3 separate regions of the Sus scrofa genome follow, and all the other regions are linked to region 1. Evidence: chromatin contacts called from public HiChIP or PLAC-seq data. All regions are on one chromosome and are shown on one strand. Each heading gives the region's core, a stretch centred on a gene start, on an enhancer-like site or on the middle of the called end of the contact. The rest is flanking DNA. Distances are from core to core; before and after follow the strand shown.

Region 1 (4,658 bases), core at 730-3,229:
CCACCTGGCTTTTTCTGAGTGGTGTTTACAGAGAGGTTCACAGAGCTCCATGCTTGTATTTGATGGTTTGTCTGAAGTCCTGTAGCACCTGAGAGCCAGCTGGCAGAGCTAGAGCTCTGTGAGGTCATGTTCCCCCGCTGAGGGTAGGAAGTGGCAGGAACTGGCAGCCCTGCTCTAGTGGCAAATCAGGGGTTCAGAGCCAGCCATGTAGGTGTGTCACCCATGAAACACTCCTCCTAAGGAATTGGGTTAAGGAGGACCCAATTCCTTAAGGGTCATATTTGGAAGCGCTGCAGATTTGTTTCCTATTAAATTGCTGTTTATTTAACATGTATAAGTTTTCAAAACAAAGGGTTTGCAGGTGGGAGGGTGAGGAGTTTGGCAGTCCTGGGTCCAATGGGATTGAGGTTCTTTTCACTCTGAATCACTCTTGCTTGGTTGACCTGGGTGCCGATTGGCTGGGGGCCTGCCTGGAGTGGTCTGGGGGACCCTTCTGTTCCCCCTCCTCACAAGGAGGGCTATGAAAGGGACAGGATGGGCCCCTCACCTGCAGTCCTGCCTGACTTAAAGGCCAGATGCCCAGCAGAGCAGCCCTTGACAGTTTTCCCAGAGTTCCTTCTTCTCCAGACACTGAAACATATCGCTATTTAACCAATTTCCTCTCTTGACTCTCCTTTTTCCCCATGCCTTCTCCCTGCCTTCCCCTCTCTCACTGTGGGAGGCTTCTATGTGTCCAAGTGTCCTTCTAAGTGGACTTGGAAAGGGCTCCTGAGCTCATGTCAGTCCTTCTAATAGCCTAGAGGTGGGCTGGGAGGTACCAAATGTACCAAACCCAGAGCACAGAATGGACCCCTCAGGGCTGCAGATGAGGGGCCCATCCTGTGCTCTGGGTCTAGATTAATGAGGAATCTCCCCAGACTCGACTTTGGCTGGTGTGAATACATACAGGGCAGAAACGAATGGAGATGCTGTTAATGCAGGATTCTCACGGCAAAATCTTCTCAAACCTGGAGCCTATGGGATGACTGTGGCAACCCCTGAGCCCCTCCAGGCCTCCTGCTTCCCAGATGAGAAGCTCAGCTCCAGCGCCACGTTTGTAGAAGTGGGCCTCCCAGAGGCAGTAAACTGGCCAGTGCCAGGCAGGGTCACTGAAAGATGCAAACTGTGTTAGCAGAACCAGGGAAGGAACAAGCGTTCAGGTGAGAGGATTTGGAAAGCTTCTGGGCTGAGGCGAAACGTGGGCCAGGTGACCAAAGTGTAGGGCTTACTAGGACAAATCAGGCTCCAGGAGGAGCTCCAAATTGGGGAAAGCTCAGCGTGTGTTAGGTGATGGTAGTCCTGGTCCCATGGGCGAAGTTCACAGGGAGGATAAGACAAGGCAGCCTTGCAAGGATGCAGCCAGCACTCGACACACACACACACACACACACACACACTGCCTGTTTGCTGAGGGTGGGGGACTGCTCAGGAGAAACCCCCAGGGCTGATGCCTGGAAGGCCGGGTCACCTTTACTTCTCCGTGACCAGTCCTTGCCCTAGGACAGTGACCTGTGTCTGCAGGCGGACCTGGGGCAGCCTCACGAGGCTGCTGGGGTGGAGGGGAGCTGCTGGGGTGGAGGGGAGCAGCTGGGCAACCCTCTACAGGGCTACTGGCAGGAGGACCGACCGGAGTGGATAGTCGAGAGGGCCGTTCCCTCGCGGTCTTCCCCAGGGCCCCCGCACACCTGGGCAGAAGTGCTGGGGTCTGTGGGTGTGAGAGCGATGCTCGAAAAGGCGCGCTCCAGGGCTAGGCTCCAGGGTGCGAAGGCTCGAGGCTGACGCTAGGGGGCAAGGAGAGGTGGCAGGGACAACATCCGCGAGTGGGGACCCTCGGACCGCGGGAGTCTGGAGAAGTGCGGGCGCCGCGGACCTGTCACAGTAGAGACTGTACAGCGCGGAGGGAGGCGGGCTACGCCGAGCTTCCAGCTCCGCTGGCCCAGCTCGGGGCTCCGGGGAAAGGAGCAGCGGCGGCTCCGCCTCCTCGGCATTGGGCGCGGCCTCCTCCTGCTCCCGCCCAGCAGAGACCACGAGTCCCAGGGCTCCCCTCCAAGGACATCAGCAGCCGCCACGGCCCCGTGCTGACCCACTTTCCCTCCCGCCCGCCGAGCCCCAGGCAGAGAATAAACGGGGCAGCCGAGCAGGTGCGAGCCGCTGGGAGGGGCCGAAGCCCGGACTGCCCCGCCCCGCCTCTGCCGCGGGGAGAGGAGCGGGTGCGGAAGGGGAAGCAGGAGCCGGGGGAGGGGGGAAGGGGGAGGAGGAAAGGGGAAGGAGAGAGGAGGTTAAAAGAGACGCGGCAGGTTGGAGGGGGTTGAAAAAGCAGGGCAGAAGGATTGAGAGGGACTGGAGAGGGGAGGGGCAGGAGGAGGGGTGGGGGCGGGCTGGAGACTGTAGAAGGAGCAAGGGGGGCCGGAGGGGAGGAGGAGAGGAGGACTAAGAAAGGAAGTGAAAGGGAGAGAAGGGGAAGAGGATTGAGAGGGGAGAGAAGGAGAAAGGGGGATGGAGGAGGGAGGGGGAGGGGCAGGGGAGGAGGCGGGGTGAGCGGGAGGAAGATGGAGGCAGGAGACCTCACCCTTGTCTCTCTTCTGGGTCCTAGGCCAGCCCTGGAGGAGATGTTGAAATGCGTGAAGGGTGAAGCCCTTCTAGACCTAAGGGGTCCAGGGCTCAGGCTGCCACCACTGCATCTTGTACTTGACCCCCATCCCCTGCCTTCTGTCAGCCAGCCATCTGGCAGGCCAAACTCCACACTTGACCTCCCCCCGCCACACCTTAGGAGGAAGCAAAACCTTTCAGGAAAAAGGAAACCCCCAGACAAGGGGAAGAGGCAGCACAGGCCCTGGGAATGGGCATAGGGACATTTGGGCTGAGAATCCCAGGGTCCTGAGCATCAGAGCTGAGTCTAAAAAAGGGTATGCAGTGATACTGCTGGAGGCATTGGCCTCACCCTGGCCTTATCCAGTTGTGGCATCAGTGTCCCCTGCTGGTGGTTGTGGCTGAGCAAGCCTGCTTCTTCCACCATTGGTCTGCAGAAGCCTCTTGACTCCACTCATTTTCCTGGCTTTTCCCCTCATATCCTGAAGATCATCAGGGCACCCTCAAAAATAGAATCCTTTCTTATTGAAAGTAGTTGTTGCTGAGAGTTCCCCTGTGGCTTAATGGGTTAAGGACCTGATGTTTCTGTGAGGATTCAGGTTAGACCCCTGGCCTCACTCAGTGACTAAGGATCTGGCATTGCCCACAAGCTGTGACATAGTTACAGATGCAGCCAGATCCAGTGTTGCCATGGCTGCGACCTAGGCCTGCAGTTGCAGCTGTTCCACCCCCTGATTTGACCCTAGCCTGGGAACTTACATATACCACAGGTGGCCATAAAAAGAAAAAAAGAAAAAAGAAAGAAAACAGTTGTTGCTGTAGATTAAGAATTGTCCTAACTTCTACATACAGCTGGTTATTGGCAAACTTAAAAATGTCTGCCAATATGATGGGAAAAAGAAAATAAGAAAAGAAAAAGCATTTTGTGGATTTCAATTAGATCTTCTTCAAATAAAATGCATTCTCCCTTTCCTCTAGGATAACAGATCTGCCACTGGACAGAGGCTGCTGAGCTGATGCTTCCCAGACAGCCTTGCTGTTGAGTGTGTTTTCATGATAGTAGTTACGAAGTTTTCATGAAGTAGTTGGTGAGTAGTTCTCACCAATGGAGGAAAGGAGACTTGAGGTGGAAGCCACTTTAGTGCCTGGGCCCCTCTCCATGCTGCCTAGAGTCTGGCTGTGGCAGCAGCCCTTCTGGGAGGGAGCAGTGCCCTCATGGTCAGTGAGCAACAGGAGGGAAGGAGTCTGGGGCCCTGAGTAGCCATCAGGAGCCCAGCTGCTCCTCCTCTCAGAATGGTAATCTAGAAAGAAACTGCAGTGTGTAGTTTTATGTGTTTACTTTGCTGGGCAGCAGTGCCCAGCTATCTGGTTAGGCATGATTCTAGATGTTTCTGTGAAGATATTTTTTTAGATGAGCTTAACAATTAAGTTAGCAGACTTTTACATTTAAAGTAAAGCAGATTGCACATCATAATATGGGTGGGCCGCACCCAATCAGTTGAAAGTCTTAGAAGGAAAAAAAAGACATCTCCTGAACATGAAGGAATTCCAACTGTAACTTCAACTCTTCCAGCTTTCTCTCTCTCTCCCTCTCTCTCTCTCTCTCACACACACACACACACACACACAGACACCTATACCTTAAAGTTCTTTGTCTTCATATGACTTTCTAGGAATTTTGCATATTAAGCACTTTATCCTTTAGATGATTATTTGCATGACAGATAATTTTTTGTTGTCAGTGTCTTATCTCTTCATTTTGTTTGGGGTGGCTTTCATCCTAGAGAATGTATTAGTTACAACTCTTTTTTCATTTTTTTTTTTATTTTAATGGAAATTAATTTTTTTCTAGTCAAATTTTTACCTTTTTTTTTTTTTTTTTGTCTTTTTTGCCATTTCTTGGGCCGCTCCCGTGGCATATGGAGGCTCCCAGGCCAGGGGTCCAACCAGAGCTGTAGCCACACCAGAGCCACAGCAACGCAGGATCCGAGCTGCGTCCATGACCCACACTACAGCTCACGGCAACGCCG
Region 2 (4,481 bases), core at 741-3,240, 180 kb after region 1:
GGGCACTGCTCCCAGCCCTAGCACACACCGCAGGAGGCACACCGGCTTCAGCTTCACCCAGAACCTATTTTTAAACCTGGAAGTTGGCTGGAGACCTGTTCGAAAAGACAAACCTTTAATAGGAAAAAAACGTGCACGAATGAAAGAAAAAACAAGGGACCTAAATCAATGGGGGGACTATTCAGTGGCCACAGAAAGCCCTTGCTCCAGGGGTGTGGCAGCTAATTGGCACGTAATACCTCTCGCTGAATACTTACCTGGATATTGGGGTTTTGAAGAGTCCATGGTGGTGACGATGATGGCTGTTCCTGTTTACTGCTTTACACCTACTGTGTGCCAGGCACTTTGCCAACCACTTTACAAACATTGTCTCATGGGTATCAGTTATTATTATTCTTATTTATCTTTTAGGGCTGCACCCACAGCATATGGAAGTTCTCAGGCTAGGGGTCCAATCGGAGCTGTAGCTGCTGGCCTACACCACAGCCGTAGCAAAGCAGGATCTGAGCTGCGGACACCACTTAAACCGTAGCTCCCACGGTGGCATAGCAGAAGCGAATCCGATTAGGACCCATGAGGTTTCCTGTTCCATCCCTAGCTTCACTCAGCGGGTTAAGGATCCTGCGTTGCTGTTTCTGTGGCTGTGATGTAGGCCTGCAGCTGTAGCTCCTATTCAACCCCTAGCCTAGGAACCTCTATATGCCACAGGTGCTAGTGGAATCAATTATTATCCCAACAATTTTCTTTTCTTCCTTCCTCCCTTCCTTCCTCTTTCTTTGTTTCTTTCTTTCTCTTTCTTTCTTTCTTTCTTTCTTTCTTTCTTTCTTTCTTTCTTTCTTTCTTTCTTTCTTTCTTTCTTTCTCTCTCTCTCTCTCTTTCTTTCTTTTTTTCCTTTCCTTTCCTTCTTTCTTTTTCTTTCTCTCTCTTTCTTTCTTTCTGGCTGAACTTGCAGCATGTGAAGTTCCTGGGCCAGGGACCCAACACGCATCACAGAAGCGACAATGCTGGATCCTTAACCCACTGAGCCGCCAGGGAACTCCAACAACTCCTTTTTTTTTTTTTTTTTGGTCTTTTTGCCTTTTCTAGGGCCGCTCCCGTGGCATATGGAGGTTCCCAGGCTAGGGGTCTAATTGGAGGTGTAGCCACTGGCCTACGCCAGAGCCACAGCAATGCAGGATCAGGGCCGCATCTGCGACCTACACCACAGCTCACGGCAACGCCAGATCCTTAACCCACTGAGCAAGGCCAGGGATTGAACCCTCAACCTCATCATTCCTAGTCGGATTCTTTAACCGCTGAGCCACGATGGGAACTCCTTTTTTTTTTTTTTAACTGAAGTATAACAGACATCAGTCAAAGGCACTTACGTCTTTGCACAGCAGGAGATTCACACTTACTCATCTTCAATTTCAACATCAATGCACTTTCCCAGTCCCTGTGGTTGTGGGCAAATCATCCGAAAACTTAGTGGCTTAAGGATGACATTTATTTTGCTTAAGAATCTGCAATTCCCCTGGGGCTTATCGGGGAGAGCTGTTTTAAAGACCCCATCTGCCCCCAGGCAGCTGTAGGCCAGGACAGAAACGTTTGTTTGGCCAGAGCCATCTAGGCTTGGCAGGGGGTGGTGGTGATGGGGAATGTAGGAGGGGTGTCACAGGCTGCCAAGGCCTGTGGAGCCACTGTATTCCCTTATTCTGGGCCCTTACACTGGAGGGAATGGAAAACAGGAGGTGAGATCCACAAAGAACAAATGACCCAGTCTGGTTATCCAAGGTTACTGGCAGTTAAATTAGATAGGACGAGTTTAATTAGTTAGGCTGACTTAGAAAGGGGACAAATTGGTACCTGGGATTTCACAACATGCCTCACAGCCGGGTCTTGAATCTCCAGTGCCCTTGGCATCTCTGGCATGGGGACCAGTCCAGCACATTCTGATTTACACTCAGCCTCAACCCCAGCTGTCCCAGGGCAGATGCAGGAAGGAATGGGTTGCAGAGAAGGCCCAGCTGAGATCCGCAGCTGGGAGGGGAGTTCCTGTCCCCGCCCCCTGGCCTGCAGGATGAGTCTCTTCATAGAACAGGCTTTCATTTTATTTATCAAGACTCAGTGGGTTTTTTTTTCTGTTCAGCTCATTTATGTTTCTTTTTATCCTTGTGCATACATTTTAAAACACAGTCCTCACATCTTATTCTCTTTTTCTAATGTCTTGTGTTGAAAACATCTCATTTATATTCATTCCTTCTTGCCCAGAGGTGACCCCAGGCAGTGGCCATATCCTGGGAATTTGGCTGGGCAGTTTTCTCATCATTCCTATCTACGTAATTGCAGTTTCCATTTCTTCTGTGACCCAACGTTTATTTAGGAGAGTGTTTTTATTTTGAGTTTTCAAGTGGGTAGATATTTAAGGTATGATTTGCACATAGTGCCTTTTAAAAATTTAATGGTAGTTATTAACTTGTACATTTATTGCACTGAGGTTTTAGAACTTGGGTATACTTTCTGCCTCTTGGTGTTTATTGAGGTTTTCCCTATGGCCCAATATATAATCTGTTTTTATAAATATTTCTTTCCTTTTTTTTTTTCTTTTAAAGGGCTGTACCCCCAGCATATGGAAATTCCCAGGCTAGGGGCTGAATCAGAGCTGCAGCTGCTGGGCTACACCACAGCCACAGGAACTTGGGATCAGACTGCAGCAGCTCACGGCAATGCTGGATTCTTAATCTACTGAGTGGGGCCAGGGATCGAACTGAGTCAGGATACTAGTCAGGATACTAGTCCTCATGGACTAGTCAGGTTCGTTTTTGCTGAGCCACAACGGGAACTCTCTATAAATATTTCTTTCTTTTTTGTTGTTTTCTGTTTGTTTGTTTGTTTGTTTGTTTGTTTAGGGCCACACTCGCAGCATATGGAAGTTCCCAGTCTAGGGATCAAGACAGAGCTATAGCTCCTGGCCTACAATACAGTCACAGCAATGCCAGATCCAAGGCGCATCTGAAACCTACACCAAAACTCATGGCATTGAGGGATCCTTAACCCACTGAGTGAGGCCAGGGATTGAACCTGCATCTTCATGGATACTAGTCAGATTCACTTCCACTGAGCCACAATGGGAACTCCTCTATAAATATTTCTTGACTGCTGACTCCTGGGAAGGAACTCCCTTCAGCATATGGAGTTCCTGGGCCAGGGATCAGATCCTAGCCATAATTGCAACCTAAGCTGCAGCTACGTTTATACCAGATCCTTAACTCACTGTGCTGGGCTGGGGATTGAACCTGTACCTATGCAGCTGTTCTGACACACTCGATCTTACTTTTTTTTTTTTTTTTTTTCCCAGTGGCTATGGTGTGTGGAATTTTCCCAACCAGGGATCCAACCAGAGCCATAGCAGCAACCTGAGCCATCGCAGTGGCAACGCCAGATTGTTTAATCCCTAGGCCACAGGAAGCTCCTCAGTCTTACTTTTAACATATCCCGTTTCCATGCTTTCTGATTTTTATGCTGTCTTGCTCTTTCCTTTGCTTTCTGTCCTTTGATCTCTAGATTTTGTTATCTTTGGTGATTATCTCCAGGGTTATGAGCATAGTGTTGAGGGCATCTTGGTCATTTTGGCAGAAGGAAGGTGCTTAAAAATGTGATCTATTTTGTGAATTCCATCAAAAAATCATCTCAGCATCAGAGGGAAAATGGGCCCCTGCCAGTTGCCTCCATGATTCTAGTCATTACAGGGGAGAGTCATGCAGCGTTTACAGATATACTTCGTGGAGCCAAGAGACCTGGCTTCAAATCCAGGCTCTATCACCCTCATATTTTGTTATCTTTGGAGATTTTTTAAAAATTTAATTTTATTGGAGTATAGTTGACTTACAATGTTGTATGAGTTTCAGGTGTCCAACAAAGTCAATCAGTCACACATATGAACATATACATTCTTTTTTCTTATATAGGTTATTACAAACTATTGAGTAGATTTTCCTGTGCTATGCAGTACATTCTCATTAATTGTCATGTTATACAGTAGTGTGTATATCTATTGTAGATATACACCCTCTCAATTCTTCCCTCCCCCAACACATTTTTGGAAGTCATTTTTTATTCTATTATTGGGATTCTATTAGATCATCACCTATATTAAAACTGATTAGTTTAGAAAAGTTTCCTCTTTACCTGGTCTCTCATCCACTCACTTTTTTCCTTAACAAAACAGTTAGCTGGCATTTTTGTATCCAAATTATTGGCATGAAACTATTATGATGTTATGTACTTTCAGCCTGAAGCATAATTCTTGGCATTCATATTCAATTTTGTAACTAGATTCACAACAACAATTTAGGTTGATCTCTTCTTAAAACCGGTGAATGTGCTCACCATCCACTTTGACACCATATCTTTCTCACTTTTAGAAACGTTTTCGTTTTTTTTTGGCTGCAACCACAGCATGTGGAAGTTCCCAGGCCAGGGATCGAAACTGTGTCACAGCA
Region 3 (4,604 bases), core at 366-2,865, 220 kb after region 1:
ACATGGAAGAGGTCAGTCGCTGGGTTAGGAAAAAAACAAAAACCAAAAAAACAAAAAAACCCAAAAAAAGCCAAAAAAAAAAAGCCAAAAAAAAAAAAAAAGGCATGTAAAACACTCCCTTCTAAAAACAAAGGGCTGCAAATTTCTTTATTTCTCTTATTGAGGAACAAAAATACTCTTGCAATGGCTATTGAGTTTCCACAGGTACGAGGCAGATGCTAGCTAGCACACCCACTTCCAACAGTATGACTTGTTTCCTATCCGTCTACTACCTGAGTGGCGTCAGTGTAGGTTCAGGCACCATTAGGAACGTTTGACCAAACACGTACACAGCACGGACAGAGGATCTCCGGCCTTCCGGTGGACCAGGGCTCGGAAAGAGACACCGACAGCGTGGAGAAGCCATCCTGGGCGGCGGGGCCGCGGGCGCGCGCTCAGGGCCGGGCCGCGCGCGCCTCGCGCCGCCGCCGCAGCTCCTCGCGGTAGCAGCACGAACAGAAGTGTTCGGTCTCGGCGCGACCATAGAACGCGCAGTTCTCGCGCTGGCAGCGTCGCTGCGCTGGCCCCGCGCCCGGGCCGCCGCGGCCGCACTCACCGTTCGAGCGCGCGGCCGGTGCGTCGGCGTCGGCGTCGGCGAACTCCAGGCCTTCGCGCGCCGCGCCGAAGCCGTTGGTGTAGGTCTGCGACTTGTGCTCGGTCGCGCTCACCGCCCCCGCCGCGCCGGGCAGGGCCCCTGGGACGGCGCGCGCCAGCGACTCTACCGTGTTGACGGTGCGTAGGGCGGCGGCGCGCGCCGGGCTGTAGCTCTGCGACGACAGCGAGCGGTTCTGCTGCGGGTATGTGGCGCAAGGCCGCAGCGCGCCCACGGCTGGGGCGCATGCCTCGTCCCGCGCGCCCGCCGTCTGCACATGGATAACACTCTGGCGCGCAGGCGGCGCAGGCGGACTGCGGCCGGGAACCGGTCCGCTGGCGCCCACGCGCCGCGCGCCCCCGCCTCCGGGGCCCGGAGAGGCCGCGCCGCCTGCTGCTGCCCGCGCCGCCCGCGTGCCTGCCGCCGGCCCGGGGCTCGGGCGCTCCTTGAGCTTGAGCACCAACTGCGTGGGCGGCCCGGCCGGCGGGCCGGGTGATGCGCGCTCGGGGCCCGGCGTGCCTTCCGCCTCCGGCCTGCGCGGCGGTCGCTTGGCCGCGGAGGCGGCTGCGGCGGCGGCGTCGCGGCGCCGCTGCTCCTGCTCGGCGCTGAAGCGCTCCTGCGCGCTGGTCAGGTAGTAGCCGATCATCTCTTCGTGGAACTGGTGCCGGTGGCTGGTGAGCAGCAGGCCGGCGAAGATGAACTTGCGCTCGCCCTGCATGGCGGCGCGTAGGATGTTGAGGCTCAGCTTCACGTCCGTGCTGTACTTCCAGGCGTCACCGCGGGGTCCACTTCCCTTGTCAGCCGGCGACGCTCCGGCCGCCCTGTCCGTGGGCGACGGCGTGGTCTTCTCCGAGGGAGACGTGCTAGCCGAGGCGCCGGACTCCTCCTTGCTGCCCTTGCGCGACTTGGCCTTCTTCTCCTTGCCGCGCTCAGGCGCGTCTCCGTGCTTGCCATTGGCGGAGTTGGCGCGGCTCATCTTGCCGTGCACCAGGCCGCCCAGGCCGCCCATGTTTTTCTTCAGCTTGATACCCAGCGTCTTGCTGAAGCTGCCTAGCTTATTGGCCACAGAATCCGCTCGTGTCTTGTCCTTGTCCTTGCGCTGTTTCTCCTTCTCCTTGTCCTTGCCGTTCTTGCCGTTGTTGCTGTTGGAGTTGCTGCACACCGAGTCGCGGTCTGAATCGAGTGAATCGGCCAAGGACTGCACGTCCTCCCCCGCCGAGGCGGTCGGGGACTCCGGCTGTGCTAGAGGGGCCTGTGGAGGGGGCGGGCAGGTAAGGGATGAGGTTAGAAATCAGCAGTCCCCAAGCGGACTGATGGAGGCAGATCCCTCCCTCCCCGCTGTGTTGCCTCCAGCCCCACTGTCCCTGTCCCAACCGAGTCTCCTGATTCTAGATCTCGAGTTGCTGCCTTCACAGCCCTCATAAGGGCTAAACAAGGACGTCCAGAGTAATTGACAGGCAGGTCAATGTGGAGATGAGGCAGGACTCCGAAGCCAGACTGCCACCAGCTGTCACTTGTGCCATTAGTAAGAGGGGTATCGGTACCTGCCTCAGGGAGCCCAGTGAAGATTAAATACAGGTAAAGGCTGAAGTATGAAAGCACTCTGAGTGGTGCCGGCTTGTCCTGGGTACTGATTGTGCCGGGCACTGCCCTATTTGCTCTTCTCCTGTCACTTATAAAATATTAATTATAAGCTCCACTTTATGGCTACATAAACTAATGTCTAGGGAGAATAAATTCACTTATAAGCTTTTCTTTTAAACATCTCTTTTGGGGAGACCATCACTGAGACCACAAAAATATCAGATACTTAAAGCGAATCCGTCTTAGTATCTGGAGGCGAGGACAGCATGGGTTCTCCCTGGGGGAGGGGGCCAAGTGGGGCAGGCAGCCCCCCTTGTCACCGCCTTTTCGGAGGGGAGGGAAAGTGAGGGGAAGGGGGGGGTGCCAAGGAATCGCGCCCTCGGTTCTCTGCCTTTTCCGAGGACCCACACACTTTTATAATTAATTCCGCTCCGTGGCAGCACATCGTGTTCCGAGCTGGGCAGAGTTTTGTGTTGCGACTTGCCTACGGTTTGTTTTCTGAGTGGGCGTGTTTATTCCGCTCCTTCTGTCGAAGATAAGGGGACCTCAAAAAAATAAAACACACACACAGACACACAACCTAGCCTGAGCGCTGCTATGGCCAGACACGCAGGCGCACGCGCAGACAGGCGCGCGTTCCAGTCGGAACCTGGGCGGTCAGCGTTGGGGAGGATGCACCCCCGCCTTCCTGCCGGAGCAGAATGAGCAGCCGCCGCCCCGCCTGCCGCTTCTTCCCGTCGCACGCCTAGCTTACCCGGGTCTCCGAGGGGATCCGGATCCACGTCACATTCATGTAGCTATGCAGAAGGTTTAGCTTGGCTTCCAGCGACAGGATCAGGCTAGAGAGAGGAACACCAAATGAGACGCGTCCCGGCTCGCCCCGCCCGCCGACCGTCTCCAGAGGAGCCGGGGCGCTGCGCCCAGCCCCTCCCCGGGGAGCCCAGCGACAGCCCGCTCCGTAGGGCGTGGGGGAGGGGGACACAGGGGTAGGGTCTTACTGTGCCAGCCTGGCGTTATCGTTGTCGTCTTTCCCCCATTCCCAGTCCTTGCCGGGGTCCACAGCAAAGTGCAGAGGCAGCAGCTTGTGCTCCGAATCCGTCAGGGGGATTACGGCTGAACGCAAAAGAGGGAGGCCAGTGCCAGGTGGTCCACCGGCCAGGACGGAGGTCAGTGCTCCCGCAGCCCCGAGAAAGGGCAGGAAATGGGCCCCAAGACCAGGAGGCTCCGTGATTAAGGAAACGGAATGGAGGTGTACAGGGGACATCTGGGCCAGCGGGAGCTTTAGGGCCACATATTTTATTTTTATTCTTTTGTCTTTTTAGGGCCGCAGCATATGGAGGTTCCCAGGCTAGGGCTCAAAACGGAGCTGCAGCTCGCTGGCCTACACCAGAGCTCACCTTAATGCCAGATCCTTAACCCAGGGAACAAGGCCAAGGATAGAACCCACGTCCTCACAGATACTAGTCGGGTTCATTAACCACTGAGCCAGGAACTCCAAGGTGGTAATATTTTAAAACTGCTACTAATAGTTTTTAAAATGTCCTACTTTTTGTGGATTCTGAAAAGCAGTTGGACACACTACCTGTCCTCAACTTGGGTCTGTCAGACCGGAAATACCCACCTCTGGCGGCAGACAAAGAAACGGTATTATTGCTTCTGCTGCTTCTAGTTCACCTGGGGTGGGGGTGCGGCTTTAGGGCGAGGCCCTCCCATCTCCTCCCAGAGAGTGAGGGCTGCCTACCCCCCTGCTCATTTGTGAGTTCATTCAGCAAGTCTGTGACAGTGTGGGACCCCCACATCCCATACCCCTTTGTCATAGGGAGCTCACCTCCTGTATTGGGGGTGGGAGGCGGGGACAGAGTACACAGGTGACATACACTTCCTGCTGTCAGGTGGTGATAAGGTAAACAGCAGGCTGAGGAAGCTCAGGCAAAGAGGCCAGCCAATGAGCCTTCTGAGGAGGGAAGAGATAGAGAAGGCAAGGATGGGCCCCTCGCTGCACCAAGGGACAGAGTCATCAAAACCACTCCTGACTGCAACCCACCCCTGCCCCTGGGGATCCTGGCCACCTCTGAAAGGCTGGGGCAGAGGTTGGTGTTTACAGGTTTGTCTAGGATCCACTGGGGGCTTCTGGAGTTGCAGTGGGCCAGCTGAGATCAGTTCCCTAGTGATGGGGTTGACTCGCAGTTGGGAGGTAGGGAGAAATATGGCAGCCCCATTTCCGCCCTCTGAGCAGCAGTCTTTTCGTGGGGGCTGTAGGCCCCTCCTGAGGTTCAAGTCCCAGCTGAGCAGCATAGCCCAGGGCTTGGTTGGGTCAGCTGCTTTGTTTGCTGGAGCTGCCTTGTTTCCTGTTTCCAGTGGCTGGTGGAGAGAGAAGTGGGTGCTGTCC

The links. HiChIP or PLAC-seq counts read pairs in DNA pulled down with a chosen protein or histone mark.
Region 2: a contact with region 1 is called in an H3K27ac HiChIP or PLAC-seq map of skeletal muscle, with 3 times the contacts expected there. The contact joins two enhancer-like sites. A contact is called at or near these places in 1 of 47 Hi-C or Micro-C datasets (embryonic fibroblasts) and 1 of 2 datasets of contacts at active chromatin or transcription factors (skeletal muscle).
Region 3: a contact with region 1 is called in an H3K27ac HiChIP or PLAC-seq map of skeletal muscle, with 6 times the contacts expected there. The contact joins two enhancer-like sites. A contact is called at or near these places in 14 of 47 Hi-C or Micro-C datasets (alveolar macrophages, brain, embryonic fibroblasts and 8 more) and 1 of 2 datasets of contacts at active chromatin or transcription factors (skeletal muscle).

The regions. Positions count from the first base shown.
Region 1 is chr1:143,631,657-143,636,314 of Sscrofa11.1, reverse strand. No RefSeq gene overlaps it. Among named protein-coding and RNA genes, the nearest start is that of TRPM1, 84 kb to the left of the region's middle. Within about 2 kb of position 1,979, at least 72 of the 83 cell types and tissues checked have an H3K27ac peak or open chromatin away from gene starts, as enhancers often do. A contact at or near this core is called in embryonic fibroblasts, mesenteric adipose tissue, omental adipose tissue and 2 more, where this site is marked.
Region 2 is chr1:143,447,455-143,451,935 of Sscrofa11.1, reverse strand. No RefSeq gene overlaps it. Among named protein-coding and RNA genes, the nearest start is that of KLF13, 91 kb to the left of the region's middle. Within about 2 kb of position 1,990, at least 11 of the 83 cell types and tissues checked have an H3K27ac peak or open chromatin away from gene starts, as enhancers often do. A contact at or near this core is called in skeletal muscle, where this site is marked.
Region 3 is chr1:143,414,067-143,418,670 of Sscrofa11.1, reverse strand. It overlaps OTUD7A (OTU domain-containing protein 7A), which reads right to left. Exons shown (of 15, transcript XM_021098720.1): 13 at 3,214-3,328; 14 at 2,970-3,054; 15 at 1-1,883. The coding sequence ends at 435. Among named protein-coding and RNA genes, the nearest start is that of KLF13, 120 kb to the left of the region's middle. Within about 2 kb of position 1,615, at least 39 of the 83 cell types and tissues checked have an H3K27ac peak or open chromatin away from gene starts, as enhancers often do. A contact at or near this core is called in embryonic fibroblasts, mesenteric adipose tissue, omental adipose tissue and 2 more, where this site is marked.